7 separate regions of the Mus musculus genome follow, and regions 2, 3, 4, 5, 6 and 7 are each linked to region 1. Evidence: chromatin contacts called from public Hi-C and HiChIP or PLAC-seq data. All regions are on one chromosome and are shown on one strand. The core of a region is the stretch at or near the end of the contact, and the rest is flanking DNA. Distances in the headings are between cores, read along the strand shown.

What was found. Hi-C and Micro-C count contacts between places; a contact is called where the count stands out from the background. HiChIP or PLAC-seq counts read pairs in DNA pulled down with a chosen protein or histone mark.
Region 2: a contact with region 1 is called in an H3K4me3 HiChIP or PLAC-seq map of bone marrow-derived macrophages, with 11 times the contacts expected there. The contact joins the promoter of Pvt1 here to the enhancer-like site in region 1. A contact is called at or near these places in 1 of 39 promoter capture datasets (the SN4741 cell line), 1 of 15 datasets of contacts at CTCF or cohesin (the NIH/3T3 cell line), 2 of 484 Hi-C or Micro-C datasets (embryonic fibroblasts and myeloid progenitors), 8 of 115 datasets of contacts at active chromatin or transcription factors (the 230-238 cell line, the NIH/3T3 cell line, acute myeloid leukemia and 5 more) and 1 of 9 other capture datasets (embryonic stem cells).
Region 3: a Hi-C map of bone marrow-derived macrophages shows a contact between it and region 1, with 9 read pairs. The contact joins two enhancer-like sites. A contact is called at or near these places in 8 of 484 Hi-C or Micro-C datasets (the AML12 cell line, the Ba/F3 cell line, the C2C12 cell line and 4 more) and 5 of 115 datasets of contacts at active chromatin or transcription factors (the NIH/3T3 cell line, T-cell acute lymphoblastic leukemia, embryonic stem cells and 2 more).
Region 4: a contact with region 1 is called in a Hi-C map of the C2C12 cell line, with 5 times the contacts expected there. The contact joins two enhancer-like sites. A contact is called at or near these places in 2 of 15 datasets of contacts at CTCF or cohesin (the NIH/3T3 cell line and large pre-B cells), 16 of 484 Hi-C or Micro-C datasets (the AML12 cell line, B cells, the Ba/F3 cell line and 9 more) and 9 of 115 datasets of contacts at active chromatin or transcription factors (the NIH/3T3 cell line, T-cell acute lymphoblastic leukemia, acute myeloid leukemia and 6 more).
Region 5: a Hi-C map of bone marrow-derived macrophages shows a contact between it and region 1, with 12 read pairs. The contact joins two enhancer-like sites. A contact is called at or near these places in 2 of 15 datasets of contacts at CTCF or cohesin (large pre-B cells and pro-B cells), 3 of 484 Hi-C or Micro-C datasets (the C2C12 cell line and bone marrow-derived macrophages) and 4 of 115 datasets of contacts at active chromatin or transcription factors (CD8 T cells, T-cell acute lymphoblastic leukemia, acute myeloid leukemia and 1 more).
Region 6: a Hi-C map of the N1E-115 cell line shows a contact between it and region 1, with 20 times the contacts expected there. The contact joins two enhancer-like sites. A contact is called at or near these places in 2 of 15 datasets of contacts at CTCF or cohesin (large pre-B cells and pro-B cells), 9 of 484 Hi-C or Micro-C datasets (the HL-1 cell line, the N1E-115 cell line, bone marrow-derived macrophages and 3 more) and 2 of 115 datasets of contacts at active chromatin or transcription factors (CD8 T cells and acute myeloid leukemia).
Region 7: a contact with region 1 is called in a Hi-C map of the N1E-115 cell line, with 4 times the contacts expected there. The contact joins two enhancer-like sites. A contact is called at or near these places in 1 of 15 datasets of contacts at CTCF or cohesin (large pre-B cells), 2 of 484 Hi-C or Micro-C datasets (the AML12 cell line and the N1E-115 cell line) and 4 of 115 datasets of contacts at active chromatin or transcription factors (acute myeloid leukemia, embryonic stem cells and large pre-B cells).

Annotation. Positions count from the first base shown.
Region 1 is chr15:63,650,743-63,655,166 of GRCm38.p6, reverse strand. No RefSeq gene overlaps it. Among named protein-coding and RNA genes, the nearest start is that of 4930449C09Rik, 65 kb to the left of the region's middle. Within about 2 kb of position 2,421, at least 38 of the 459 cell types and tissues checked have an H3K27ac peak or open chromatin away from gene starts, as enhancers often do. A contact at or near this core is called in the Ba/F3 cell line, the C2C12 cell line, the G1E-ER4 cell line and 6 more, where this site is marked.
Region 2 is chr15:62,035,357-62,039,780 of GRCm38.p6, reverse strand. It overlaps Pvt1 (Pvt1 oncogene), which reads right to left and starts at 1,795. Exons shown (of 5, transcript NR_132747.1): 1 at 1,580-1,795.
Region 3 is chr15:62,308,433-62,312,856 of GRCm38.p6, reverse strand. No RefSeq gene overlaps it. Among named protein-coding and RNA genes, the nearest start is that of Pvt1, 270 kb to the right of the region's middle. Within about 2 kb of position 1,841, at least 2 of the 459 cell types and tissues checked have an H3K27ac peak or open chromatin away from gene starts, as enhancers often do. A contact at or near this core is called in bone marrow-derived macrophages, where this site is marked.
Region 4 is chr15:62,326,729-62,331,152 of GRCm38.p6, reverse strand. No RefSeq gene overlaps it. Among named protein-coding and RNA genes, the nearest start is that of Pvt1, 290 kb to the right of the region's middle. Within about 2 kb of position 1,987, at least 149 of the 459 cell types and tissues checked have an H3K27ac peak or open chromatin away from gene starts, as enhancers often do. A contact at or near this core is called in the Ba/F3 cell line, the C2C12 cell line, the G1E-ER4 cell line and 3 more, where this site is marked.
Region 5 is chr15:62,380,509-62,384,932 of GRCm38.p6, reverse strand. No RefSeq gene overlaps it. Among named protein-coding and RNA genes, the nearest start is that of Gm41333, 290 kb to the left of the region's middle. Within about 2 kb of position 2,517, at least 20 of the 459 cell types and tissues checked have an H3K27ac peak or open chromatin away from gene starts, as enhancers often do. A contact at or near this core is called in the C2C12 cell line and bone marrow-derived macrophages, where this site is marked.
Region 6 is chr15:62,398,022-62,402,445 of GRCm38.p6, reverse strand. No RefSeq gene overlaps it. Among named protein-coding and RNA genes, the nearest start is that of Gm41333, 270 kb to the left of the region's middle. Within about 2 kb of position 1,300, at least 23 of the 459 cell types and tissues checked have an H3K27ac peak or open chromatin away from gene starts, as enhancers often do. A contact at or near this core is called in the N1E-115 cell line and bone marrow-derived macrophages, where this site is marked.
Region 7 is chr15:62,627,399-62,631,822 of GRCm38.p6, reverse strand. No RefSeq gene overlaps it. Among named protein-coding and RNA genes, the nearest start is that of Gm41333, 40 kb to the left of the region's middle. Within about 2 kb of position 2,557, at least 10 of the 459 cell types and tissues checked have an H3K27ac peak or open chromatin away from gene starts, as enhancers often do. A contact at or near this core is called in the N1E-115 cell line, where this site is marked.

The DNA of each region.
Region 1 (4,424 bases), core at 1,172-3,671:
GGAGATGATGTTACAAGAAGCAGTTGTGAGCCACATGACCTGGGTACTTAGAACTGAACTCAGACCACCCTTACTGCTTCATCTCTCCAATGTCTTCAGTAAATAGTATTAAGGCCAGCATGTTAGTATGAGCAAGGGATGTGAAAGACCCATGACAGTGCCTGGCTTTGTAGCTGGGCTCTGACTTACCAGCTTTTTGACCTTGGAAGTTCATTTAACCTATTGAGCATCAGTTTCCTCTGCTGTGAACTATGGGGTAATGACAGCTGTCTTACCAGGATTGTATGACAAACCGGAACTAGTTGCATCTAACATTGTGCACACTTTACTGATGACAGTTTTGGGTCTGAGACATTTGCTATCTTGCTCAAGATCACAACATAAGTGAACAGTAGACTTGAGGTTGAATCTTGATGTTCAAATTGCAAGAATGGTGCCTTTTCTATTTCTTTCAAATTCACTTTTAAAACTGAACTGATCAATGCATGTCTTCTCCTAAGATACGCATCAGTACGTTCCCTTGTTCTAGTACCAGTATCTGATAGCTTTAGACTCCCTGGAGTCTATGTATTCTGAACTTTCATGATGTCTAAACCCATCACAACAGAGTGACATTTTCTTTCACGTAGTACCCAGCTATCACAGAGCAGAGTCCATGCAAACCGCCTGCCAACAATTTGATATTGAACAGTCTGGATTTGAGAAAAGTGTGGGACTGTGGCATGCCAGCTCTTGAATGTCTCCCTTTGGTCTTCCTGACTTTTCCTTTTCTCCCAGCAATTCACCCTTTGAAACTCTATGTTCTTGATGTTGAAGGGATGGCAAGTTTAGCTATCATCTGACCTGGAAAGATGACCCTTAGGCAGAAAGATGACCTCAGGAAGATTAGGGAAATAGCTGTCTCCCACTGTGGACTCAGACTATTAGACATGAAAACCCATTGTTTCCCACCAATCCCAGACCCCCCTTGAGAAGAGCCACGTGTGTGTAATCATAGGTTCTCATATTAATTCCCCTGGGACCACAACATTCCCAGTTGGTGTACACGTAGTGCCACTACATCCTTGGACTGACAGGTACTTTGGTTCCATTTTCTGGTCTAATTCTCTGGCTGATATTTGGGTCCATCTTTCTACGATCCTCTCAACTGTTCTAACGACACAAAGTTCCATTTTGGGAGTTGTACCAGGCCACCTTGGGAAAACAAAATCTGTCTCCATTTCTCAATTGCCATTTGAGGGTCCAGCGGAAAGAACACAAATTTGAACAAACAGTATTTCATTGTATATTCAACAGAGAAACACACTCTTGTATGTCAACATTACGAGGAAGGCTGAGGATAGCTTTATAGTTTCTCTGAGGAAACGATCGTTCAGTTGGTACAAACGCTTATAGGACTTTTTATCTTACTCTTCATAGCCACTGGTCCCTGAAGAGAAGCTCTTTTATCACACTGGATTTCTCTGTTTCCCACTTGAGAACCTTAACCCCTTGGAGTAGGATCTATGCGCTTTGTAATCCAGAAGTTTTTATTCGGATACCATACTCATTTCTATCCTGGCACATGTTAGCAAGAGAAGAGTAAAAATTGTTAATTCATGGGAGAAAATAACAGCATTAATGAATGTATAGATTTACAAAGACACACATATACCATACTCATTTCTATCCTGGTACATGTTAGCAAGAGAAGAGTAAAAATTGTTAATTCATGGAGAAAATAACAACATTAATGAATGTATAGATTTACAAAGACACACATATACCATACTCATTTCTATCCTGGTACATGTTAGCAAGAGAAGAGTAAAAATTGTTAATTCATGGAGAAAATAACAGCATTAATGAATGTATAGATTTACAAAGACACACATATACCATACTCATTTCTATCCTGGTACATGTTAGCAAGAGAAGAGTAAAAATTGTTAATTCATGGGAGAAAATAACAGCATTAACGAATGTATAGATTTACAAAGGCACACATCATTGGATTGCTTTTGAACCCCATTCTCACTCCCCAGTCCTGTGCACCTAGGAGATACAGCATATAGCTTAGGTTGTTATGTATGCAAGGGGATTTAGAAGAGATCCTTTGGAGGAATGTCATATTTTAAAGATGGAGCTACTTTAAAAAAAAAAAGAGTCTCTCTGACCTTGAGTAAGCAACTTTATACACCATCTTACATGGCTGGTTTTAAATTGTCTGTTAGAGGCCACAATGGTAGCTGTTCTGCCAGGCCCTGAGACTGTTCAAGGGATGAAGCGAGATAATGCAGGTGAAGTCTTAAGTACTGGCTTAAGGGCAGCTGTGTGCGTAGTGTTTGAAAAATGTGCGCACTGGGAGCAGGAGGCTTGATTTCAAGCCTCCAGGCTGCACATCTTGAAGCTGAACTATGTTCAGGGTGAATCAAACAATTCCAAATACTGGCAGCAGGGGGCGCTCTTGCACTTTCCTTAGATTGTCCTAATCGGCTAAGAGGAGGAAACAACTTTTTGTCTCCATTTTCTAATTTAGTTCTTGGGTCCATTTGGGTGTGGAGGACAACATTGTGTCCGTTCACTGGGATGGTCCAGCCCATGAATTTCCAAAATGGCAGCAGTCTGATCTAGATTGATTTTGTTTTTATCTGTGCTTTGTGTAGGTGCCACAGACAATCTGGGTCCCTGGTCTGGCATGTAGGACAGATAGGTGCTGACCCTGTGACCTAAATTTCACAAGAAGAGTCCAGGTCAACAAAGAGTTTGATAGTTCGAGGGGCCAAACTGTCTTCTGGCTTGTTCATGATCGACCTGTGGTAGCATGGTGTGTAGCAGTAGCGGGGATATTCTGCTGTACTGTCAGGAATGAAGATGAGATGTGGAATGTGGGTCCTAGGGGGTACATCTTAAAAGCCCTAGCTAGTGTGGATGGGTCGTTATGGGACGGCATCAATGAGTAAATGAGTCCATGTTGCATCATTGCCATCTTATCATGGACACTGGAAGCCTTGAAGATAAATGAGAAAGGTGTGAGACACATATGGCATATATGGGTTTACAGAAACTCAGCTCAGGCCTCACACTCTGGTATGCTTTGTGCTGGTCTTTGATGTGTGTGTGTGTGTCAGAGTGGGGGTTAGGGGTTTCTACACCATACCCCTTTTGTTGATACTGACAATATAAAACCAAGAGGACAGTATAAGTAATTTTCCCAATGCAACTGACCAAGTTTTTTAAAAATGTGTATCATATACATATGTGTCTATATATGGCATATATGTATATATCATATATAAAATATATTTTAGACATAGTGCCAAAAGTGTGTGTGTATATACATACATATATATATATATATATATATATATATATACACATGTATATATATGTATATACACACACACACACACACACACACACATATATATATATATATATATATATATATATTCATTCAATTCTTGGATTGCAACCAATTAAGCCATTAAAGCGAGGTAAGTTGTTCCTTTAATCTGTGAATTTCATGTGAGTTTTACTAATGTCCCAATCACAAATCATGCCAAAATGAGGAGCTGAGTCCCACATTAAACTTGAGTTTCGTTAGCCTCCTTAAGCTCAGAAAAGCTTCCTGTCTTTTGCGACAATACTACCTTGGAAGGACACAGATTGAGGTATGTTGTAGACTCTTCCTCAAGCCAGTTTTCCCCACGATGCCTTGTGATCAGATTCAACTCCCGCATTTCTAGCCCCAGCATCGTGGAAGGGCTACTGTGTCTTTTCAAGCACTATGGTGGATACACATAATGCCAGCTTCCCTCATTACTGGTGATGTGAGCTATTTGCCTAAGGTCCTTTCTGCCAGGCTTCTCTGCTGCCAAGGCTCTGAATTTCCCTTTGTAGCTAATGCGTAGCCCTATTGGCAGACTCTTCCCGTGGCTGACTTCTGCCTCCCGTCACACAGCAGTACCTTGTTTGTTCTCACCTTGATGTTTCTTATATGCATTGATGATGGTGAACAGCCCAGCAAGTGCGCCTGTTTCTTCCCTTCCTCCCACTTTTGTTCTCAGTTGTACATGGCAAGGAAAACCAATTCCTTCTTTCATATTTCTCCCAGAAAAAAAATCCTCTTTATAAGAGTTCACATCCTTGAGCACACATGATAGGAGCTGGTAGCCAGGCCTTAAAATTATGCTCTTTAGCCTTATGGACTAGTAGCATTTTTCACATTTGTGCAGTGTACCAGACAACACGTAAGTACTATGTCCTTTTGTTGCAAACAAGGAAACCGAGGCTCAGAAAACGCACCTCCTCACCACACATGCTTCCCTCAACATGATCAGGATTTGATTTTGTGAGCTCCCTCTGGGCATGGCAGGTAGGTAAGTTGCATTTAGATCTTCTAAACACTTAGCCTCACAGATGCCAAGCTCTGTCCTTCTCTG
Region 2 (4,424 bases), core at 546-3,045, 1.6 Mb after region 1:
AGAAAAGAGACACCTTTCCAGTTCTGTAAACTGCTGTCACAGAAGCAAAACAGGATGAGTCAGAGGAGAATCAATCAAAAAAAAAAAATCAATTTCTTCTACTTTTCAAGGGAAGCTGGTTTATGCAAAATCCTGCACTCAATAGGTAAAGCAGCAAGAAACAGCCACCCTTAACCAGGCAAAACAACAAGGCAGTCCCATACAGTCACTCCCTAACAGAGTGGGGTGGGGGTCCCAGCACAATAGCCCACAATGTCTTAAACCAGCCTTAATGTCTCACCAGATCCATCATGAACCTAGTTGAGTTCAAATAACCGTAAGGCACATCCTCACCTCCGAGATGTAACTAGCACACATCCAAGCACTGAGAGCAGGCCACCACGAGGTTTTTCCCAGTCATGGAGTCCATGTGACGTTTCTGATTTCCTGACAGCTTTGCTCCTTCTAAATCTTTTAAGAAGTCCCACTTGGAGCTCCAAGGATAGAAACACAAACGCTTTCCCACTGGCTAGAGCTTTAAGAAGGACTAGCTATGACCATAGGACTGTGCAAGTGAACAAGCCCAAACTTGTCACTGCCCATATGCAAAACAGGCCTGCAACATCCTACCACATGCACTTCAACAGAGACCTGCATCCTTAGCCCTCCCCAACACACAGACACACAGACAGACAAACAGACAGACAGACAGGCAAGCAGGCAGGCACACACACACACACACACACACACACACACACACACACACACATTTGGCTTTCTCTAGGTCAAATGACAACAACCCCTTAAAAACACAAGAGCAGAAAGGAAACAAAAACCTCACTTCTCCCTATACTCTCTTAAGTGATTTCTCTCCTTAAGCTTCTAGAACGTTCTGGAGAGCTCAAAAGGACAGATTATCACCCACTAGTAAACTAGTAAGAAAATCCATGATGTGTCTACACATAGGCACATGTAGCTTCATGGCTGCGCTTCCTGGAAGTCTGCACAGTTCTCCCACACCACTCATAGGTACAGCAGAAAATACTAGCCAAGAAAGGGCCAATCTAGTTAAAGCAACAAGCTATCCAAAAAGAATTAGCAAGGATGAAGGCGTGGGGGCCTTCCACGAACACAGGAACGCAATACAAAAGCACAGAAAGTTTCCTGACACAGGGAGTTTTAGGAGATCACCTTCTTTCTGCCCCGAGGGGGTGTCTCGGAGGAGGGCTGGCCAAGGATGGAGGGAGCATCACTAGACTAGACTCAGACTTCCAGTTTCGTAAATGAGGCCTCCAAACCACATCAGCGGCCCCAAATCTGCGCTGATTGCAGGGGGCGTCTCTCTCTTTTAGACCTGAGGAAATGGGCTCTTGATCAAGTGCATAAATCCAGAATTACCTCTATGTAGAGGCCATCCTGGGAAATCTCCCTCGCACCCACACTTCTCACCCACACCCAAACTCTCTGGCAATCTCGAGTCTAGTGATGAGGAAAAGTGCAAGGTTAACACGCGCTCGTGGGAATGCAAAAGCCACTTTCCTCTATCCAGACTCTGCATCCCTGGGCTCCAGAGTTTCCAGGGGATAAACTTGGAACTTACAAGAGGGTGGATCCAGCCGTGACTCCGAGGTCACCGGGGCTGCCAACATCCTTTCCACGCGGATATCCACTCGGGGGGCTCTGGGAATGCTAAGTTCGTAGCTTCTCTTCATCCTGGCCTTGCCGAGCCCGCTTGACCAGTGGGTCCATGTGCTCGGCGGCCACACGCGCTCTGCCTGGTAGAGCGCGGGGCTGGCGGGTGGCCCGTGACGTCACGGCGGCTCGCTCCCGGCCGCGGGGGAGGGGGAGAAGCGCGCGCCACCGGGCAGGCCGCGTGTGTCCCCGATCTCCTGGTGTCTGGAGGTTTCTGACCTGAGGGATCCAGCTCGCCCCTCTGCCTGCTGCCCTAGGCAATGAAGGGGCATCAAGCCTGAGAGGAGAACCGCATGGAGGTGGCGTGCCACTGAGGCTGCTTAATGCCCAGATGGCCCTAGTAGAGAGCACACTCTGTCAGTCCTGGGCTGGGAGGTTCTAGCTGCACTCAAACCTAGGTCCTACATAGGTCCCACACAGCCTGGGGCTATGCCCAGGCGAGGTCAACTAGCTTTCCCACCTCCCCTCCCCACCCTCCCCTCCCCCACACTATTCCTTTTTAAGGTAGACATCCCATCCCCCTTCACCTTGAAGCTTAGCAGTCTTCCCACTTTTCGGATAGGGAAGGAGACTCCAGTGAATTAAAAGGACCAAACTGCTCAGAAAATAGGTCAGTAGTTCCTACAGAAGACCCCCCCGAATCTGTTCTATTTCAGAACTCTCATCTGAGAGCAGTCCTGGGTACCATCCATCATCTGTGGTTCTGGAGAGAAGGACGTACTAAGCAAACTCTAGCTGAGAGAGGACCACCTGTCTGCAGCATCCTCCATTCTTGGTCCGTACAGGGTATTACACTAACCTCTCAAATGTGCAAAAGCCTCTGCAAAGAACGAAGGCTGGTGTGAAAGGCACGCGTATACCACGATATTCTTTTCGCTGTATTCAATCCAGCACCGAACAGGTGCACGTCTCTAGTACCATTTAGTCAAGCGCGGCAACGTGCTACAACCAGAAAGGGGAATGAAAGATGAGGTAGACTCAGATCCTAGAGGGAAACCGGAGTCCTGTGGAAAGCGGGTTGCATAACTAGGTGATACCAGGATCGCGGAAAGTAACGCGGGTCCACTCTTCTCTCAGCACACTATACCTCACTTTATTTCAATCTCTCAGAGAGTCTTTATCTCCTCCCTCCCTCTACGTTCCCCCTTCAATGTCTTCACTTTCATTACTTCTTAGCCACATGAAGATGTCTCTGTTGAAGAGAAAATTTACCATACTCGTGTGTGCCAGTGCGATATGCACGGATAATCGCGCTGTGTGTGGTTGGTTTCCACCCTGAGAGTGACCGAACAGATCTTCCGATTATCTCCTTCAGATTATCTCCTTCTTGTGCTAGAGAGTGAAGAGGGTTCTGAATTCTATGTCTGTATGTGCTTTCGATGTGTCAGACATTTCCCAAACCACCTGCTGCGACCTTGGGGAGAAGCAACCACAGGCTCTCAGAGGCCCAGTTTTAAAGACAACTTCAGTAACAAATCCCTGAAGATGCCACCTGCTCCTTCCAGTTAGTCCTGTACACTAGACCTCCCAACGGCTGAAGACCTTCACCCAGGTTCATTCAGCTTTAGTCTCGACCCAGTTTGCCCTTCCCTGGGACTAAATTTTGCTGCGCTAATTTTAGGCTAATATTTTCCCCCGATATAATATAAAAATATCATTTGGGAATTTCACATAATACACTCTAATAGCACTCTTATCCCGATCCTCCCATGTCAGTCCTCCCCACCTTTGTGAACATCCCTACCACCACCACCACCACCACCACCACTGGAAAGTCATAGAGCCACTGGAGTATGGCCACACTCCTAGGGACCAGCCAGCTCCTTAAAGAAAACTGATTCCTTCCCCACCTACCCGACCCCCTCCAGAAGCCATAAGTTGTGGAGAGCTACACTTCAGCATTCTTACCACATTTTTTAAAGCATTCTCTTCGAAGGCTTTCTGTCCAGGTTGTTACTTTGGGGAGTGGGGCTTCCTTTTATGGGATGTTTAAAAATTTTTCCAGTGCCGGGCATGGTGGCCCACACCTTTAATCCCAGCACTTGGGAGACAGAGACAGGTGGATTTCTGAGGTCCAGGCCAGCCTGGTCTACAAAATGAGTTCCAGGACAGCCAGGGCTATACAGAGAAACCCTGTCAAAAAAAAAAAAAAAAGAAAAAAAGAAAAAAGAAAAGAAAGAAAGAAAAAAAAAGAAAAAGAAAGAAAGAAAGAAAATATTCCAGCAAAATTTCACAGAAGAAAGTATTTTTAATAGCACTACTATCTAAAACAAACATTATAATATATGTTTCTAATTTTATCTTTTCCTTTTGTTTTTTTTTTTTTGTTTTTTGTTTTTTGTTTTTTGTTTTTTGTTTTTTGTTTTTCGAGACAGGTTTCTCTGTGTAGCTCTAGCTGTCCTGGAACTCACTTTGTAGACCAGGCTGACCTGGAACTCAGATATCTGCCTGTCTCTGCCTCCCAAGTGCTGGGATTAAAGACCAGCTTTGTTTCTTTGTTCTTTTTTCTTAAAGAAAACTTATTTTTATTATGTTACAAAATGGAGGTTGTAAAGCTTCATGCCTTTAATCCCAGAACTTGGGAAGCAGAGGTAGGTAGATGTCTGGGTTCAAAGCCAGACTAGTTTGTACAGAGAAAGCCAGAAGGAGGAGGAGGGGAGAGGGAGAGGGAGAGGAGGAAGAGATGAAGGAAGAAGAGAAGGAGAAGAGAGGAAGAGGAGGAAGAGTTGGAGGAAGAAGAGGAGGAGAGAGGA
Region 3 (4,424 bases), core at 592-3,091, 1.3 Mb after region 1:
TAGCCCTAAAGAACACTATTGGTAAGGCAAAAAACCTTTGGCTTTCAGCTCTGGTGAGCCCAGAGACTGCCTCAGCTTACTGCCCAAAGGAAGTTGGCAGGCATCAGCTCAGAGCCCAGCAGTCAAGCTCTCCTGGAAAGTGAAGGCTGAAGTCCAGATAATAACAAGAACATAGATGGCCCTCCCTGAATCAGACCTAGACAGCAGAGACCGAATAGAGACAAAACGTCAACATCTACACTACCCATTCAAAGAGCCAGAATAAGAAGGCTGAGGATTCTAAGCGCTGGTGTGGATGTCAAACAACTGGAAGTCTTAGAAATACAACACAGTTGTGGTAGCTTCTTAAAGGGCATATTTGTTTCTCCAGGTGACCCAGCTGTTCCTCTGTGAGCATTTACACAAGAAAAATGTGAGCAGGTGCCCAAGAAAGACTTGTGTATACTCAGTAAGTCAGACATAGGTTCACACTATACAGACTCAAAGGCGCCTGCTGACTGAGCATTTCAGGGTCCGTTATGAGAGCATATCTTATGATTAGTTTTCCAACTGAAAGCCGAAAGTGTTAAATGTAGAATATGTGTCTTTTATTAAAAATCATTCATACTTAATGGTAATTCTACAAAGTAAATTATTAGAATAGAACTCTGATAAAAATAAATCCTGAACATGTGATATTGTTTGCTTCATTTTAGATAAAGGTCAATATCCTAAAATTCTTGTAACTGCTTTAAAATCTTTCCTACTATTCCATCAGTACAGTTCTGTGAGATTTGTTTCTCTCCTGGATCGTTATTAAGAGAGAAGATGAATTAATAAGTGTGATACAAGCTGATTTGTCTAACTATAAATGATGTGGAAAGTTTGACTATAATGATTACACTGCAAAGTTAGATTTTACTAATTTTTACTAGTTTAGTCATAATTATGGAATGATGAAAATTTAAGGAAAGTTGTTATTTTCTATACTAGTTGTCTTTATCTTTATATATACTTTCATAGAGTAATGTGGAAAATATGGTAATTTTCAGTGTTCTCTTTATTTCAGTAATATAAGTTAGTAGAATTTTATATCTATTGAGTCCAATAAAATAACTTTCAATTCGTAAGTGGATACACAAACCACGTACATCTAAAACATGGGATTTCATCAAGGAATAAAAAGGATTAAATGATACATAAAAAACAATTACATATAGTAAAAAAAAAAAATAGAAAACAAATTATAAACACCTTGAAAAAAAAGCAGAATGTAGTTAAGGAAGAGCCAGAGAAAAGAATTACAAAAAGTCCTTTGTGGGTAGATAGATATAATCATTATCTTAATTACATGGATGCATCCACATGTCAAAACTTATCAAACTATACACTTCAAATATATGCAGTTTATTACACAGATGACTATAACTTTTAAGAACTCATGTGTCTATGTTGTATCAACAATAACATAAGCCCCTTCATCTTACATACACGAGCATCAGTGACCTTTTATCTGAGAAGTAGTCAGACCCAGGTATCTGCTAGGGCCTCCTCACAGGTTAGAAAACAATACCACTTGAAGATAAAAAGTCCTGGCATCTCCAGGATGGGGGCATACCCAAGGGACCCCCACCAACTCAGAGGAGAAGGGAAGGGAGGGAAGATAAGGGAAGAATTGAGGAAGGGGTGCCCAGGATGGGGGAAGTTCTGGCATCTATTTTAGACCTTTCATTTACGTTCTGAGTAAGTTCCCATGGAGATTTCCCAAAGGACTTACTGGGGATTGCAACAGGGTCCATCCAATGATCACGGGTCTGCTGCCCAGTTCCACCAAGATTTGACTTCCACTATGTCACTGAAGAGCACCATGTGACAATGAGTGCAATGACAACATGTGCACTGAGGAACCCTCAGGGAAGTGGTGGTTATTTATACCCCAATATCGTTAGTGCTCCATGAATATCTCACATGTCCTCTGATCTCAATGTCCACGAAAGAAACCTTGTTTTTAATTGCATTCTACCTTCACCAGTTACATGCCTTTTCTGCACATTTCCTTTTCTATAAAGCAGAGTAGATAATGTGATTTTTAACAAGTCATACTCAATAAAGATTAAAAGGCAATCACATGCTTAAATAACTCAGCACAAAGTCTAACACATCAGATATAATTCACACATGGGATCCTGTCCCGAGAAGCAGCTTGGGAAGGCCAGAGTGTAAAGAGTGGAGAGGCAGAGTGAGACTCTGCACTGTATTAGCAGCATAGCCACAAGTGAATCATTCCACTTTCTTGGGTCCCATCTCCAGTCCTGTAAGACAGAGGGCTTCACATGTACCAAGACACCTTGTCACAAACATGAGGATAAATAAGGCCTGGCACTGGCCCTTTAAGAGCTGAGGATTCAGAACTCTCCAGTTTTGATCAACTCTGCATGAAGCCCAGTTGCCAAGCAATCATGTAATTATATGTCTGAATGTACAAATAAGAGATGAGTGCCACCTACATGGCACTGCGCATCACAAGTATCAAAAAGCTTTTAAAACAAGGAAGTCACAGGTCACCCTCACTAACCAGAGTCTATGAGCATTAGACCATAAATGTGCTTGTGTTACTAAGTTCCCAGGTGACTCTGATATAAGTGGTTCCCAGAAAGCATCCTGGCACTACCAGAAAAAGAATGGAGGTAGAATGGTAGACTACACACAGAATGGTCCTTGCAAGTTATCCACTGCCTATAAAAATAAATCACCAAGGACCAATCTGCTCCATCCTCCTTCACTTTGTTCTCCTAAAAGGTGCCACAACTATACTCTCATTAACTTTGGAGGTCTATTGTTTGAGCTCCACTAAAGCAAGGCATCTTCTTTCAAGCCAGGATTGGAGTTCTCCGTCTGTATTCAGTGTAAACTGTCAGTATGATTTACCTGCTTATAAAAAGCAAGTGATCATGTAATAACAAACCTGTCCCAGGGCTTCCTCTGAACAAATAGCCCACAGCACCAAGAACAAACTGTTCTATGACCAAGGCAGGCTGCTAGTACCAATGACTCCCTATGCCTGTTGTCACAAGTGCTAATGGTGAATGACACCCATCTCTGAGGATGTTGGTAACAGCCTTTCAGAAAGAATAAACAATTACACCCAATACCTGGCCCTGACTTGTGAAATCAAGCAAAAGAATGATTAATAACCATACTGCGAGTAGCAGTAATCCGCATGTACAAGGCACTGGCCACATGTCTAATCTCCTAAGCACATTCATAGCATCCAGCCATTCTACAATAGAATGGTATCCCCAGTCATCTCTTTTTTGCCCTGATGCTTTTCTCTTTGCCACATGTCTATTACAATGCAGTTGGACTTAAGATGTGGTCCATAGTTCCCCATTCCTTTTCTTCAGACAATCCTAGATTGTATTAGTCAGTCACAGATGTAATTCTGCTAGAAACCCACTCACATAGTGATTGGTTACATAGCAAAAGCTGACAGTTGTAATTCTTAAGAACAGAGGTTAACCAACTAAGATCTTAGCCAACTTCATGATTACTTTTAAATAAAGTTTTATTAGAACATGAGACATATATTTGCTTATGCCCATAGCTTCTGGAACAACAGTAGCAATGTTGAATGGCTAGAATAATGATAAAGATTAAAATCACTGACTCACTTTTTGTCTTACAATGCCTGTTGACCCCTGTCTTAAGCTAGCTTCTCAATCATTGGCTTGCATCACAGTCACATGGAGGATGGACTAATCAAAGAGATGGACCCTGACCATGCAAAATCTAAAAGAATTTTCAAACATGCTATTTTCTAACAAATTTCCAGGTAGACAACCATACTGCGGCTGGCCTGAAAGCTTCAATTGAAACTAGTACCATCCACTAGAGCTAAGAGGATGTTAATTCTGACTCTCCATTCCAATAACCAAAAAAAACCAAAAAAACAAAAAACAAAAACAAAAACAAAAAAACCTTCAAATCCTGTTCCTCAAAGTGCTTGGAAATAAGTTCTGGGATATCACTAATTATTTTTGAGGAGATTATGGTCCCAGCCCAGGTTGACCTCAAATTTTCACTGTAGCTGAGCTTGACCTTAAATTTCTAAACTCTCATGCCTGTATCCCCTGGATGCTAAAATTAAAGATATGAGCTACCATACCTGGTTTACATGATGCTGGGGATGGCTCTGTGCATGCTAGACCAGTACTCCCTGACTGAGCTACATGGAAAAATTACAAGCTCTTAGCAGTTCAAATTTGGAGCTGAATGTTGAATGCTTTTCAGGAGAAACCATTTAGTCACTCGAGTATTCACTGAGCAGCTCCTAAGAAGAGGCAGCTGTTATGACAACAATTATAAAGGCATAGTCCAGAGCTTGAAGAAGCACCATCCACTGGGGAGGAGACGCACACGTAAATAGCAAAAGGTTAGCAAAGAGC
Region 4 (4,424 bases), core at 738-3,237, 1.3 Mb after region 1:
GAAGGCTCCGTAGTGATGATACAGGGGAAGATAGGTTTTGGGGGTTTTTGGGTTTTTTGGGTTTTCTGGTTTTTGGTTTTTGATTTTTTTTTTGTTTTGTTTTGATTTGATTTGATTTGTTGTTTTTTACTGCTTCAAGGTAGCAAGTTTTCTCTTCAGCAAAAGATATCTGTCATGTTCTTCCTTCTATCCTCTACATTTAGTTGCCTAGCAATCTATGTATTCATTTGGAAGTCAAGTACCTTGTAGGGCAGGCTGATCCTAAACTTACCACTCGGTCAAAGATGACAATGAACTCTTGACCCTCCTTCCTCCCCCTCCCAGAGGCTGAGATTGAAGGCCTGTACCACCACATCATCTCACATTCCATTTGAATAGAGACATGAAAGTTACATTACTGTGCGTCCTTCCCCACTCTGTTGTCTTTACTCCCTCACATCCTGAGCCTCACGGTTGTGAAGAGTAGCAAACTCTATCTGGAGAAGCTGCTATGAAACAATGAAGTTTAAAAAAGAAAAGTGTAAGACATAATAAGGGATGAGCAAGGAAGAGTGGCAGGGGGACAGTAAGAAGTGCCCTAATATTATCTAATCAGTGCAGAATCAAGAGTGTTGGGCAAAGCCAAAACTGCATATTCCAGGAATTATTGAAGAACAATTCTAAGTGGTATATGAAATATCAATCACTGTTAGATCATCTGACAGTTACTTTAGCTGTGCAGTGTGGCTATAAAATTCAGGCCCTTGCTTAAAAGTTCTGGCAAGACTGGGTGTGTTCATTACTCTTTAGCATACCTGTGCAGGTGTGCATGTATATGCCTATGTGGGTGTGGATGTGACTGTGTGTACATGAGTATATGAGTGTGTATTTATGTGTGAACAACTCTGTGTGTACCTGTGTGTGTGCAAGTGTGTGTGTGTGTGTGTGTGTGTGTGCGCGCTGAATATGTTGGGCTAAAGAAGTTAGTTCTGATCTGTGTGCCACACAATATATCAAGGTGAGGGGACAATTAGGACAAGTCCCTACACTCCAGGGACCTAGAACAAATCTGTGTGTGTGTCTGTCTGTCTGTCTGTCTTTCCAGCTCCCTTCCTTGTTTACTGAGCTCTTACTATGGAACAGGCACTGAGTATGCACATCATTTCACTGGTTCCTAATCCACATTGTAGCAACTACTCAAAGGCTCTTATTCCTATTTCTAAGTCTACCAGATGTTAAAAGGCAGAGTACAACTTAAGTCTCTGTTAAAAGAATCTCCCAGTTCTACTTCCACAGGCTAATAGCGGTTGATAGTAAAACCATCTAACAAGACACGGATGTCAGCCACATAGCTGCTGCTGTATGAATAGGGTAGGAGCCACACCTGAGTTTGGATTCTTGCTCAACATGTAGTGACTCTCTGTGTGTGTGTGTGTGTGTGTGTGTGTGTGTGAGAGAGAGAGAGAGAGAGAGAGAGAGAGACAGAGAGAGAGACAGAGAGAGAGACAGACAGACAGACAGACAGACAATCAGAAAGGCTGATGATATAATGGTATATTTGGGAAACTATTTAAGAACACATAGAGGCCTACAACCCTGAAAGGACATCTGTTTCAATCCCCTTACTTTATAGTTGAGAATATCAACACTATGTAAGAACAAGGGCACAAGAACTCCCTGCCTGAACTCCTCAGGGAGAGATTGACACCAGTAGGACCCCTGGTTTCTGATACCCACTTAGCTCCTTGCTTTTTCTGAGATTTCATTCCATGTCACAGGCAGGCTTTCGACTGCCCTTCCTCAAATCAAAGGAAATATCTGTTCCCCACCAAGCAGATTCTTGTGAAAGAAATCTTGTGAAAGCACCTCTCATCTGTTTTCCCTCTATCTGTGCATTGATGGAGGTCAAGTGAAGGTCAGGGAATGCCCCGATGACTGGACTTCTGGGTCTCCACACCCAAGAATGCAGCCAAGCTTCAAATAAATCAGACTGCGAGCAAGAATTCAGACGGGCTCCCCCAAGTTCCAGGCTTCCTTTTCCTGGTAGAAGTCATCAGCTGTCTTGTTGCTAGGAGACCAGTGGAGGTGGAAAGTAAAATAGCCATAGTTTTCTAACTTATCTGAAAATGCAGTTTGTCTTTGCTCCCTTGGGGGTTCAGCTTCCTTAAGAGCAGGCTATCACAGCCAGGCAGAGAGAGACCTTTCTTCCTTCCTTCCTCTCTTTCTTTCTTTCTTTCTTTCTTTCTTTCTTTCTTTCTTTCTTTCTTTCTTTCTTTCATGAAATGGATAGAGCTTTTCCTGGGCATAGAGTGTCATACAGCAGAGACCAGGGAGCTGCCAATTACTGATGCAATGTTTGGGAAAGAGTTGCTGAGCACACATGACTCAACAAAATATGACAATTTGCGTCCCTATCTCTTGGAAAGTTGTACTTATCAGAACCAATAAGAGCGGTGCGGTCAGTAAGCACACGGAGCTGTATTTATCATGAGGGAATTGAGTAGGAATTAAAGCCCCGAGGATTGTGAGTGGAGGAGATGATTTGAGTCACTATCTGTCCGGGACTTTCCTTTTCGGTGGCATTCCAATAGCACAGACCTCACCCTGGCAAACCATAGCATTGCTCAATATTAAAAACATTTGCCTGGAATGCAGGACATGTGAACTCAGACACCCCCTACAGCTTCACAGTGTGATCCCAGCATGCTGCATTCACTGTAAACACCACGGCTTTCAGGAGAACAAGGACAGTGCCCAGAGGTGACACAAACCACAGGCAGAGAGTGTGGCAACAAGAACCTTCCCAGCCTTCGCACAGCACTTAACACCACCCCACTGATGACCCTGGCAGAGATGGAAAGGGATCCCATGGGAGGAAACCAGTGCATTCTTTTACCCTTAGAAGAAAGTAAGAATGGAAACTGATTTCCTCTTTCTCTGGTGGTGTGCTTGGTTGTCTGAAGCAGAAAAGTATAACTGAAAGGAAGGAAGCAAGGAAGCAAGGAAGCAAGGAAGCAAGGAAGGAAGGAAGGAAGGAAGGGAGGAAGAGAGAGAGAGAGAGAGAGAGAGAGAGAGAGAGAGAGAGAGAGAGAGAGAGAAGAAAAGAAAAGAAAAGAAAAGAAAAGAAAAGAAAAGAAAAGAAAAGAAAAGAAAAGAAAAGAAAAGAAACGAAAAGAAAAGAAAAGAGAAAAGAGAAGGAAGGGAAGAAGGGAGAAAACAAGGAAGGAGGGAGAGAGGGAAGTAAGGGGCCACACAATTTACTCCCAACAAACGTTAGGAGAGTAAATAATGAGGTCATCAAACTCCCCATCCTTTTCTTGTCTAGGGATCCTCCCAGTTCAGCTGAGACAAAGTAGCAACCCTTGTTAAACTTGCTAAACTGTGAGTGAGAATATAACTCTGCATACTCTAAAGCCTATTTAATCTGTGCAGTGTCTGCCAGAGCTCAGGGGTTTGCCAGTGCAGGGCTAAAGGCAGACACAACATTTCTGACTGACTACAGCAGGTCACTGCCCACCCTGCCCCCACCACCACTTTCAAAGTCAGAAGAGAAACTCTCCTCACACACTGCTGACTGCTCAGGCCAGCTGTCAAAGACGATGTCCACTCTTTCACACAGGACAGCAATTAGCCAAAATCATCCCAAATTGCTGCCACTGAAAATCTCTAATTGCCCATCGGGGTTTGTGGTTTTGTCTACAAAGAGAGTCATACAGAAGGGGCAACTAAAGGGCTGTGCAATGAGGGTTTCTAGGCAAGCTTAAGCATGCGTCTTCCGAAGCAGAGGGTCAAGCTCAGGAAGACGAAAGACATAGAATGTAAAGGTGACCTTTATAGTCTCAAACTCTGGAGGAAGTAGAGAAGCATGAGGTCAGAAGACAGGCTCATAATCCCACTGACATTGGCAGATCCCAGCACAGTGTTGGTTGTAGACTATGTGACATAGTCACTATATTTAAGGAAGAATCAAAATGTGGCGTCAACAGAAGAAGTGTCACTTCTGGAGTTCACTCATACCCATCATATATGACCTTGGGTAAGTCAAGGCTTCCTCCTGGGACGATCTTGTCCTTCTTCTTAGATTTTCCATGTTGGGTTCCTCCCGTGTGAAATGCCTCTCCAGCATTTCCTAGGAAACTGTTATCCCCACTATTCTGCTTTGCTCCTGGTGATGGGATCACCAAAGAAACTCAGAGGAGGATGGTAGTATTCCAGCTTTCACTTCTAGGCCAGTGAACCAGTCAAGGCAGCAGGAACTTCTAAGCAGCTAGTCAAGGGCAGGAAGGGAATGAATACATGTATGATTGGTCAACTCAACTTCTCCGCTGCTAAACAGGCCTGGAACTAAAGCCAAGAAACGGTGCCATCTGCATGATTAGGCCCTAGGTTAATGTTGAGAGTCCTTCTTGATCACTCTCCACCTTATCTTTTGAGACAGAGTCTCT
Region 5 (4,424 bases), core at 1,268-3,767, 1.3 Mb after region 1:
AGAAGTTCCTTAAATTTCACTCCATTTTTCTCCCATTGAATAAAGTACGGCCCATTTTAATGAGCACATTGAGCATGCTCTATTTTACCTCATGAGTTTTATTTTTTTTTTATCTTCATGGAGTCTCATCCTCTCACATGAAAGAAAGAGAAAATGTAGAATAGTCGAGTACTCAAATAATTATCTTGTGGCTACTTCATGACATCATAACTTAGAAGCCATTTCTTGCTATCTTCTTTGGGAAAGGGAAAATGCCCTTTGTTTTTGTTTTTCATTGTTTGATGGGTTCTATGTAACCCTGGCCGGCCTGAAATTCTCTATGAACTCACTTGTCCCGGTCACCTGAGGCTTGGCATAAAAGGTGTGTGTCCAGGACTTTTTTAACCAGATGTGAGCTCGAGATTCAATTTCCTTATTAAAAAGTGGAGGAGAGTGTTTGGGAGACATGTGGGCTGAGCATCTGACACTGCACTGTTCTGCACTAGAATGGTTTCAGTCGCTAACCCACATGAGCCACTCAGTAAGCAGTACCTGTCTTTATCTGTTCTTCTGGCCATCTCCATAGCCAGCTAAATAAAAGAGTTTGGGATTTTAAGATGGAAACAGCAGAGTTAGCACTGTGTCCTTTTCACAGGCCTCCCTGTTCATCCACTCCATGCAAATGGTCCAGTGGAGGACCACTCTGTCACATATTGATTGACCTCTCAGCACAGTCATGTTTAAGTTCTTAAGAACAACTTTAAAAAAAAATAAGAGGAGGAAAATTTTGTATGTGCTAAAACATAGATGAACCCTGTGGATAGTGTAACATGTTCAGCCAGTCACAAAGACATATGCTGAATAATTCCACGTGTGTGAGACACCTAAAGTAAATTTGCCATGCTCACCATTTTACAACAGTTAAATCCACAGAGATGTAAAATAGAATAGTGATTTTCAGGGTCTACTGGGGGAGAACAAGGTTGTTGTTTAACGGGCATAAAGTTTCAGTTCTTCAAAATGAAATAGTTTTTGGAAATGAACAACAGTGCTAATTCAAGAGTATGGATACAATTAATAGCAGTGAGCAAATGTAATGGTTACCATAACAAAAATGTGGTTAGGATGGCAACTTATATAATTTCTTTTGTTCTTATTCTTCTCTAATATATTACATTCCAATAGCAGTTTCCCTTCCCTTCTTTCCTCCCAGTATTTCCCCCCAAATACCAACACCCATCCACTCCTCCTCTGTTTCGCTCCAGAAAAGGGCAGGTATCCCAGAGGTATCAACCAAATATGGTATGTCAATTCTGCAATAAGACTAGGCACCCCCCCCCCCATATTAGGGCTGGATAAGAAAACTCAGAAGAAGGAAAATGGTCCCAGTAGCAGGCGAAAGAGTCAGAGACAGCCTCCACTCCCACTGTTAGGAGTCCCACAAGAAGACTAAGCTAAATAACCATAAGATATATGCAGAGGGCCTATTCAGACCCATGCAGGCTTTCTGATTATTGGTTCAGTCTCTGTGAGGCCCCAGGAGAAAAGGGTCATTGATTCTGCTTGTGTGGTTTTTCTGGTGGTGGTGGTGGTGGTGATGTGTGTGTGTGTGTGTGTGTGTGTGTGTGTGTGTGTGTGTGTGTGTGTGTGTGTATTGTCCTTGACCTTTCTGGGTCCTACAATCCTTCCTCCTCATCATCCTCAGGATTCCCTATCTAATGTTTGATTTGGGGTATCTGTACCTGTTTCCATCAGTTATGGACAAATGCTCTCTGATGATTACATGCTAAGCTCCTGTCTACAAGAATAGCCAAAAATCTATCATTAGCAATCATTTCATTGACTTTTTTTTTTGTGCCAGTTGTGTTTGGTTCTATCCTAGGTCTCTGGGCTGCCTAATCTCTAGTTCCTGTTCCTCCAGGCAGTGCCAGGGGTGAGCTCCTTCTCATCTTATGGGTCTTGAGCTGGACCAGTCATTGGCTAGCTACTATCACAATTTCTGTGCCTCTTTTACCCTAGCATATCTTGAAGGCAGGACAAACTATATAGGTTGAAGATTTTACGGATAGGTTGATATCTCAATCACTGCACTGGAAGTCTTGAAGGTGGTAACATTTTTGGTATTTTATGTTGCCACAATAAACATTTTTATCAAAAAAATAAAACAATTGTCTCAGTATATAGTGAATCTTAATGAAGTGGTAGGTCACTATTTGATGTTAACTTAAAACCAGAATTATTGCTTGCCAGTAACTGAAGTCTAAAGGGAAGGGGCTTTATCAAAACCATACCAATTCTTTTAAACCCTGTACTTTAAAAAACATACTTCCCACTTAATGATGAAAAAGGGAGAACTAAGAAACGAATATGGCAAACATCTATTCCCATGTTCTGTGAAAAGCCTCCTATCCCATGTTTAAACTCCAGGTCTATTCATCCATTCATGAATTTGTTTCTGAGGCTCCACTCTGTCCCACAGATTACATATGACTCTCTGTGGCATAATTTCTAGACTTCCTCCTGATGACTAATGCTGACTGAGAATTTCCTCTTTAGTTTGTTAAAGAAAAATACATAGTAATATTTCACAATGATTTATACTCTAATTCATAGACTATCCCAAAATGGTGCATCTATTTAGCTTTCTTGTCATTCTCTATTTGAAGATGAAATGATTTCCGATGTTGCTACAGACTGAGTTCATTTCTAAAGAAAATTAATAAAACGAAAATCTCAATGTTTGCTTATATTCTTCTGGTTACACATCTGTGCTTGTACTTTTTTTTTTTTGATATGTGGTACTGTTTCACAATGTAAGCAAGGCTTTTAGAAAGAATGATTAAATACAAACATAATTTATCAGCTTTCTTTACTTAATTCAATTTCAATGTGATTAATAGTAAAACATAAACAATTAAACATTCATATTGTTGTGCATAAGATCATATGTTATTTACTTCTGCCTATGTATTAAATGACTCCTAAGAGTACTGTCTTAGCAAATCACGTCCTTATCCCTCACGAGCTCTGTATCAAAAATCTAGGCCTTGTTCAGTAGGCATCTGTGGCTCCACATAAATAGGTACAATAAACACATGATTAAGAGTCATCAGAAGCTCTAGTGAGAAGCCAGCCCTGCAGCTGCTGGTGGCTCATACACACTCCTCATTGCTGGTGCATGTGCCATATCACATGGATTTCTCAAGAGAAATATGACATGGTGGCAAATTGATTCTCTGGGCGGAGAAACAGAAAGGGAGGTCCAACATACAACCATTAGCCTTTTAATAACCTACTTAAAAATGACATCCAAAAACCACTGGACTGCTGCACACATCTAACCTTAGCACCACGGAGGTAAAAGTGGAAGATCAGGAATGAGAGACCAACCCATGACTATATGAGATCCTGTATCAAAAACTTATATCAAGCTGGGCAGTGGTGGCACATGCCTTTAATCCCAGCACTTGGGAGGCAGAGGCAGGTGGATTTCTGAGTTCAAGATCAGCCTGGTCTACAGGGTGAGTTTCAGGACAGCCAGGGCTACACAGAGAAACCCTGTCTTGAAAAACAAAACAAAACAAACAAAAAACCCAAAAACCTTATATCAAATTGTAGTGCTTTAAATAGGTATGTGCCCCCATAGACTCATGTGTTTGAATATTTGGCCCATAGGGAATATTGGCTCTATTAGAAGGTGTGGCCTTTTTGGAGTAGGTGTCATCTTGCTAAAAAAGTGTGTCACTGTGTGGGTGGGCTTTGAGCTCTCCTATGCTTAAGCTACAACCAGTGTGGAACACAGTCTCCTATTGTCTTTGAATCAAGATGTAGAACTCTCAGCTCCTTCTCCAGCACCATGTCTGTCTGTACAGTGCCATTGTTCTACCATCATGATAATGGACTAAGCCTCTGAAACTGTAAGTCAGCCCCAATTATATGCGTTCATTTTTAAGAGTTGCTTTGGTCATGGTATCTTTTCACAGTAATGAAAACATTAACTAAGACACCAAACATCTTTGCTTAATTCTATTGACTAAAAAATGACACACTGTATCTAGTCCACAGTCCAGAAAAGGAGCTGCTACAAAGACTAATATGGAAGGATATGAATGGCTAATAGCCATTTATGGATTGGCCAGCCATGCCCTGAAATTAGGTTAAAATTCTTGTTGGTTCTCATTTATTTGCACCAGGCATTAAGGACATGGTATGAAAGAAGAGAAAATATCTGTACCCAAAATATTCACTGCAATACAGGAGAAGAGATTTTTCTGAAGTATTTTATGACTTTAATGATAGAAATCAGTGTTTTCTCAACAATGATATATTGAATGCCTGCTGGCATGTTGATGTTACATGGAAACTAGAAGTCACAAAGAGCTTATAACATAGTACAAAAAATGGGTGGTTAAAGGTAACAATTTTAATGTATTAAATGACATAAT
Region 6 (4,424 bases), core at 51-2,550, 1.3 Mb after region 1:
TCTGTCCTTTGCCTTTGGGAGTAAATCAGTATCTTCATTCACTAGTAAAGGATAAAGCACTCATGTGCCTCGTTAACAGCTTCAGACCGGTCAGTTCACGTGCGTTATGACTCAGCATCTGAACCTGACCCTCATAGTCAATGGTCTATTAAACTTTCCTGAGTCCCTGCTAAGTGCCAAACTTCCTATGAGACATAGACATCCACATGTGCACATGTGTGTCTTGCAAATAGCCTATTCGTAAACTCTGGAAAGATAAGCTCTCCATTTTCAAGGAAGGAAGCCAAGGCTTGATATCTCCCAAACTGGCTTAGCTACTAAAGGAGGGAGTTACCAATTGAAACTCTACTATTCTTTCTCCCTCTTTCAGAACCAAGTTACACTGCCACATCAAGTCACCATCATGAAAGCACCCAAGAAAAAGTCCCCAGTAGAGTTCAGGGACCAATGATGTCCTCAGTACTGACAACACAGCCAGGAGAAACTATATGCTTCTCACATTCTGGTTTAGATTTATCTAAGTATCTAACTACATAGTGGATGATTTATTTCAGAATTTCACAGTGTCTAGTTTGTTTTTCATAAAGCCACTTGGAAAATGGCTTACTTTAAAAATATTATTTTTGTCAAGAAAAAAAAATATTTGCTTCCTGCTTACCCACTATTTGGGGTGTTATGCTCAGGTCTCTTGGCAGAAAGAATACTCCAGCATGATCCTTGCCCTTGAAAAGCTGACACTCAGGCCAGGCGGTGGTGGTGCATGTCTTTAATCCCAGCACTTCGGAGGCAGAGGCAGGCAGATATCTGAGTTTGAGGTCAGCTTGGTCTACAAAGTGAGTTCTAGGACAGACAGGACTGTACAGAGGAACCCTGTCTCAAACAAAACAAAACAAAACAAAACAAAACAAAACAAAACAAAAAAACACAAAAGAAAAAAGAAAAAAAGAAAAGAAAAGAAAACCTGACACTCTATTGGATAGAGCAGGGCACAGGGCAAAAGATTACACAATCACAGGTCAGAGGACTGCCACAAAGGAGAAGTCCAGAATGAAATATGTGGGCGTATCAGGGTATATCTCAAGGTCGGGGGTCAAGGAGCCCATTACTGATAAAAAGATACTTAAGAGCAAGCATAAGGATGAGGAAAAGGAAGCATAAGGATTAGCAACTGAAGGGGTGGGTATTCATTCCCAAGGGATGAAACAGCACTTGTGACTTCCCCAAGATAGGAAGAAACGCCACAGCATTTGAGGAACAGAAAGAAGGCTAGTATGGCTGAAGCATAGTGAAATGGAAAGGAAATGAGAGGCAGGGCAACGGGAGGATGGCATGGTGTTAAAAAGGAGGAGCCTGGGTTGGCTCAACACTCTCCTGTCCAAATACAGCCCAAGGCTCACTCTGGCATCTGATATGTACCAAAGCTAACTTGGAACCAGTAAAAGTTTACTTAATTGAATTGTCTCAGTTGTCTTCTGATAACTTCTTTCTCTTCCCCAAAATCATCTTATTTTCTAAGGAGCAGAGAAGTGGAGAGTGGGAATCTATCTCCTTCCAAACTGGATGGATTGCTTAGACCTCTGTGTATTTGTGCCTAGAAGAAAATATACTGACCAAAAAAAAAAAAAAGAAAACCAACTAACTTCATTCTCTCTCTCTCTCTCTCTCTCTCTCTCTCTCTCTCTCTCTCTCTCTCTCTCTCTCTCTCTCTCGGAGAATACAAGTTAAGAAGTCTCATTTATGGATGAGACGTAATGGGTCTGGACCTAACATTTATCAGCTATGCTTCACCGTCTTTCCTCTCTGAAACAAGAAGGGTACATCAATCATGCACAGGTAGCTGATTGCTGTAACAAACATCATAAAAGCAAATCACTTGCTACTATAATGTCTGAAGTTTCTATTCCTAAATTGGTGGCTAGCTTTTGTCCACACAGTGAATAGGGAATTTCCTTTCCTCCCAAGTCTATGCTCATCAGACTGGCAGAACAACACAAATGCCAGCCCAGGCTACTATACCCAGCAAAATTCTCGATTACCATAGATGGAGAAACCAAAGTATTCCATGACAAAACCAAACTCACACAATGTCTTTCGACAAATCCAGCCTTTCAAAGGCAGATCACATAAAAGCAAACAGAAGTATGTATAGCCTGGGTTTGAAAGTGAAAATAGCTTTTCCCTTAGAGTTGATTCCACAATCACACCTAAGTACAAGGATGTCTATAGAGTGCCTGTGAAGAAGAAGGAGGAGGAGGAGGAGGAGGAGGAGGAGGAGGAGGAGGAGGAGGAGGAGGAGGAGGAGGAAGAAGAAGAAGAAGAAGAAGAAGAAGAAGAAGAAGAAGAAGAAGAAGAAGAAGAAGAAGAAGAAGAAGAAGAAGAAGAAGAAGAAGAAACAACCATAAGTGGCTAATCAGCCATCTTGAATACTACACAAAAATAATAGAAAGACATTGCCAGTAAATCAGCTTGCTTTCCCTTTACAAAACCTTATCCTCTCAGTACAGGAATGGCAATGGCAATGGATAAGACAGCATCTTCCAGCCCATCTAGAAATTCCTGCAAGCATTATAGGACGCTTGCTCCTCTACCAACAGTCACCTAATCATTCAGTCTGTTTATCTTCCTTCCTGAAAGTATCTAAAAATCCTTCCATTATTATGGTTATTGTCACTGTCATCTATTTTCTCTCATCTGAGCCACTCAAGTGTGTTTACATTGCCTACAACCACAGTGGCTCCCTTCCATCAGTCTTCACCTCCTTCCTCACCTCCACCTCCAGACTACCCTCCCTAGAGCTTCCATTGGTTGGCTCTTCCCAACAGATGCCCAATTCAGTGGGCACTGGACTACTTCAAATTCAATTTGGCTCATTTCAGCCTTCGGGATAAAGTCCAAAATCTTTCATGTGACAACTTCCAGAACCTGGCCTTCCTCCCACACATCCTTCCTGAAGTCTCCTTTTGTACCTTGTGCTCCAACAATGCAAAATTCTTTATGGTTTCCCATATTTACTGTCATGGTGCATTTTCTCTTGTATAACATCCTCCATAGATCCTTTTGACACTCTAAATCCACAGTGCTCAACCTGAGGGTTATGACCCCTTTGAGGGTTGAATGCCTCTTTCACAGGGATTAACTATGACCATCTTTCATATCAGATATTTATATCATGATTCATAAAAGAAGCAAAATTAAAGTTCTGAAGTAGCAACAAAAATAGCTTTATGGTTTATGTTCATAACATGAGGAACGGTATGAAAGGGGCTCAGGATTAGGAAGGTTGAGAATACTGTTCTAAGGACATGTATGGTGTTGAATTGTATCTCAGGGATCTCCAACTCATGGTAGCCGCCCATCCCCCATTCTCATCCTGTTCCCAAATTTCCCTGACAATCAATCAACCAGCATATTGTCACTATAGTATGTTCTCTATGTTTCATCCATTTACCTCATGTTTCCTAAAGCTCAAGCAAGAAGATAATATTAAAGAACTGAAGGACATTCTAGAGGTTTGGAGATTGAGCTTGTGATTTATGGTTTGAGGAAGAGGGATTGACCTAATAAAATCAATGTGGCATGAGATGACTTTTCAGGGAAGACCAATAAACAAGTTCTGGAAAAGCCTGATGGATGGATATGAGACAAGTAACATAGAGAAAACAGTGGGTATGATTGCATCAGCATCCACAGAGTTTCAACTCGGTGAGAGTAGCTGAGCCACTTGGGCAAATCACTACTCTGAGCTTCCCTGTACTTGAAAACAAACTCAAAATAATAAGTTGTTCTGGACAATCTCAGCCAGTCAATGTAAAGACATAGCAAAATTATGAAAGCTAATATGCTTTATAAATTCCAGTGGAGTTAGTTCGTATGGTTAGTATTTAAATTGAAAGTTAAGCTGTAACAAGATAGGTTCACAAGACCCCCAGTGTCAAGCCAAGTTCCTCCTGAAGTCAGGATGAGTCCTAGAAGCCCTCTGTACTGCCAAGTGCCATTGGAGCCTAAGAATGTCCCAGGTCCCATGTTACCTGAAAGCTAGTTTGTAGTATTAGAAAGGTTATCAGGTGGAAGAAAGCTGAGATTAACTCTACTGGACTTTCTATCCATTATCAGGAGACAAATAGTGGCTTAAAACAGGGAAAACCTTTCAAACTTCCAAAAGTATACAAAAGCTGCTGAAAGCTGAGACTGTGGGTTTGCCGTGAACTCCAAAAAGATGGAGAACATGAGTCCCAAGACAGAATGCTATCACTGTAGACCCCATGTATGAGAGTAGTTTGTACTGGTTGATTTCTGAGCAATTTTCCAATTCTAAGATTAAGTTATCCATACTTCCTACAAACACTTTTCTCAATGTATGTATTCCTTTGATTATAATGATCAAAGTTGTGACATAAACTAGTGTAGTAAGGGCTGTCTTAGTC
Region 7 (4,424 bases), core at 1,308-3,807, 1.0 Mb after region 1:
CTATAATCCATAATAAAAATAAAGAGGCCCAAAGTAGAAACTGGGAGCTACTTGAAAACTACTAGCAATGGTCTTAGTGTGGGAGGGGAAGTAAATTAAATTAGGAATGAAGAGAAGTAACATTATTTGAAAGCTATTTTGAAGTCAAGCATAAATTGACCAACCTTTTTATTTACCCAGGCTAAGCAGTTCTCAAGACCAAAATCCAGACAGTTCCAGGCTAACTTAAAAGACATGTTTGCCCCCAAACAGACATGTGGAAGCTTGGCAGTTAACTAAGCTTGGGAATTAAAGGAAAAGATGGAGTCAACTTGGAAAAGTTAATGGCAGGCAATACAATACCATGTATGCAGAGAGAAGACACTGAGTAAAGAGAAGAATGGAGAACTTATGACAATGGCTTTCCAGTTGACTTTAAGATGCATAGCCAAATGGGGATGCTCAATGGGCAATAATATAGAGTTTTCCTGCTAGATTATTAATTGTAGCCAAATTTTGAGTACTGTCTACAAACATGGAAATATTATAGCCATTTAACATATTGGAAATTAAATGTTGGTATCTCTTGAAAGTTGACTTGTAGAAATTCTCACCTCCACTTTAATGACATTAAGAAGTTGATTCTTTGATAGCTAGTACAATCTTGAGATCAGAACATTCATGAAAGTAGAGCCCTCAGGAAAGAAATTAGTGCCCTTCCATAAAGATATGTAAGTTCCTGCTTTCTGTTTTTCTTCTCTCCACAACTGAAGATATAAAGAGAACAGGAAATGTGTCAATTTGCAGAGCAGGAATTCATCCCTACTTGGGTAGAGCAAACTGATCTTGGATCTACCTGCCTTAAGACGTATGAAAAATAAACTTATGTTCTTTAAATCACGCAAACTATTGTATTTTTGCATAAGAGCTTGAAGAGAATATGACAGTTTATGTACATGAATGTGAATGTGCACATGTATGCTTGTATGCATGTGCATGTATGCATAGATGTGTGCATGGGTTTGTATGTCTTTGTGTGTATGTGTGTCCTTTGTGTGCGTTTTTGTTTTTTTGCTTCTCTTGGCAACAAAGTAGCTATCTTCTTTGTCATTATAATAGTATGATTAACATTAATACCTTAAGGGAGAAAATATTCATTTGACCCACAGTTTCAGAAATTCACACAGCCTTATAGCCCCACACACATAAGAAGATATCGTGGGAACTGTCATTTGTGGCAGCAATGCAACCTTACAAAAGGCAAGAAGCAGAGGAGTAGACAGAAAGGGTCCAGGAACAAGATACCCCCAAGGTCTCATTCTAAGTGACCTTGCCCTAGCTATACCTCACCTCCTAAGTCTCTACCACTTCCCACAGTAACTCCATCAGCCAAGGATCTAGGATTCAACACATGAGCCTATGGAGAACACTCATACTCAAACCACATAGGCAATGGTCTATCTACTTTACATGAAAGATATTAATCTACTTATACCATTTGAAAATGATGAAATTTGAGGAAGAATCTCAGGCTTGCCTGGCTTTGAAAGTGAACTTTCCTGTTTCATTGTTGTGTAGCCTTGGACAAGATTCAGGGAATTTACATAGTTGAATCAGATCAGAACCCTGAGTTACAACTCCAGCTTCTCTCCTACTCCTGGCTGTGCCATATTGGCCTCATAAATTTCTTCAAACATGGAAAGCAAGTTCTTTCTCCTTGATTTCATTTGCCTTGCCTTTGCCCTTTAGATTTTTATCCTTTATTTACCTGATCACGTTCTCTTTTGCTGGTCAACTCTCTGCTCCACTGATGCCCACCACAGAGGTCTATCTTTAAGCTTCTTATCTTGCTTATTTAATTCATATGCTTATTTTTTCTCCTGCAAATAAATCAACAGATCCATGAAAGAGATTTCCCTCTCATTGCATTGTATCTGCAAAAGGTTAGCTAGAACAATGTCTGAAATATAGGCAATTATAAATACACTTTTACTAAATAAGAGAAATATCCATATGTACTTAAGATGGGGCCCAAAGAAACTAGTCTGCACAAATACAGAAATTAATATTAAGAGGGAAAGAAATTAAATATGTAAAACCTAGCTCTAAATTAAAACTTAGTAAAGGTGACATGGAGGCACATTTACAGGTACTATAGACAAAACAAGAGACACTTGTGCTTGGTGGTACACATCTATAATTCCAGCAGTTAGTAGGTGATAGAGGCAGGAGAATCAAGGGTAAATGATCATCATCAGGCTACAGTTTAAGGAATGGGTAGATCCTGGGCCTCTTGAAGCCCTATGTTTAAAAGAAACTATAGTAAGGGATGTGTAAGAATCAGGAGGCAGAATGGACAACTTGGCTGTGTTTTTCCACAGAGACTATCCCAGGGGGTTTCGTAAACCTCTAGCATAAAGATAACTTTACCACACATGACAGAAACTGAGCAGCATTTTAGATGGAAGGCAAGGGGCTCCATGGAAGATGGGGATCCTAGCAGGAAGAGGATGCTTCAAGACCATTAACAGAGTGTGATGTGATAAATGCATCCCTGACTTTTCTCAAGAACTGAACTCCATGACTCAGCCCTGTAGCATTTCTTTTATTTGGTAAGAAACAAACTTCTCTCTGGAAGATCTCAGTAGAATGGCCAATAAAAATAACAGGAAGCATTCTGTTCCATAACTGAATCTTCATGTGTCATAAGGACATTTGTCACTCCTGCACACAGCTCACTGCTGCTAACTCCAGATGTCCAGGAAGTCCAGTCAATCTTATGGAGAATTAAGCAGTGATAAGTTCCTACAGTTGTCTTTGTCTAGACTTCAATATTGATCATGGAGCAGACAAATTGGAGGAACGAGGTAGAGAGGCCTTCTCATGTCTTACATGTTAAGTGCAAATACTCAGCAGAAAGTGACCTTTAATGAATGCAAATCTACTTTATAAGGTATCACATCTGTGACTCTTCAAAGTGTGTGCTAATGGGCAGCTAGATGTCCCTTTCTCTGTTTCCTCTGATTCACTTAGGGAAACTCCTGTGAGCCCACTAAGTGGTTTTATACGTTTCTCATTGATATTTACTTGACAAGTGCTTGTCAGGGTCAGCCATTTGTCTTGGTGTTATAAGAGTGTAAAGGGTTAAAGCAGCAAACGTGGCTCATGATAAACAAGAACAACAAAAATCTTCATATTCCTGACAGCTGTGACTGTCAAGCCCAACACACTAGAGGAAATTAAGTTAAGAGGAAATTAAGAGGAGTCACTATGGTAGGGTAACTAAAGTATCACCATGTACCCAGTGCCCACTTATGCCTGTATATTTGAATTCCCTCTGACTAAATCTTATTACCTGTATGATAAAATTAATACTTTGCCTATTTTATAAAAGCTATATAGACATTGACCGTATGTTGGCATTTAACAACAAATATATATTTATTAAGAACTATTTACCAAATATCTAATTCAATGTAAAGCTTTTGAGACTAACAAAGGCCACAAGAAAGAATGTGGCAAGAGTTATGTTCTCAGATTTTTACAGTCATTCCCCATTTTTAAGAACAAGGGATTCTTATTTGGTTAAAATGTCTGGACTTGTAAGACCTTAGAGATCTTAAGTCTAATTGCCCAGAGAAAAACATTATCATTTCTTCAGCAAATACATAACTGATTATTCAGTCTTTCTTCTCAAATAAGTTTTTGAGTTTTCTTGACATTCAGAGATGTTAGTTCATAAGACTTTGAAGCATCCATGGGGGATTGTTTCTAGAATACTCTATAGGTTCCCAGGCCATACATTCAAATCTCCTACACACACACACACACACACACACACACACACACACACACACACACACTATGAACATCTACATATACTCTTCATATTCTCTTTCAAACTTAAAATATCTCTAGATTATATATAATACTAATGTAACAAAAATGATATACAAATATTTGTGACATTTCATTAAGAAATGTGAGACTCAAGTAGACCAATGGAACAGAATTGAAGACCCAGAGATGAACCCACACACCTATGGTCACTTGATCTTTGACAAGGGAGCTAAAACCATCCAGTGGAAAAAAGACAGCATTTTCAACAAATGGTGCTGGCACAACTGGCGGTTATCATGTAGAACAATGCAAATTGATCCATTTCTATCTCCCTTGTACTAAGGTCAAATCTAAGTGGATTAAGGAACTCCACATAAAACCAGAGACACTGAAACTTATAGAGGAGAAAGTAGGGAAAAGCCTCAAAGATATGGGTACAGGGGAAAAATTCCTGAATAGAACAGCAATGGCTTGTGCTGTAAGATCGAGAATCGATAAATGGGACCTCATAAAATTGCAAAGCTTCTGCAAAGCAAAAGACGCCGTCAATAAGACAAAAAGACCACCAACAGATTGGGAAAGGATCTTTACCTATCCCAAATCGG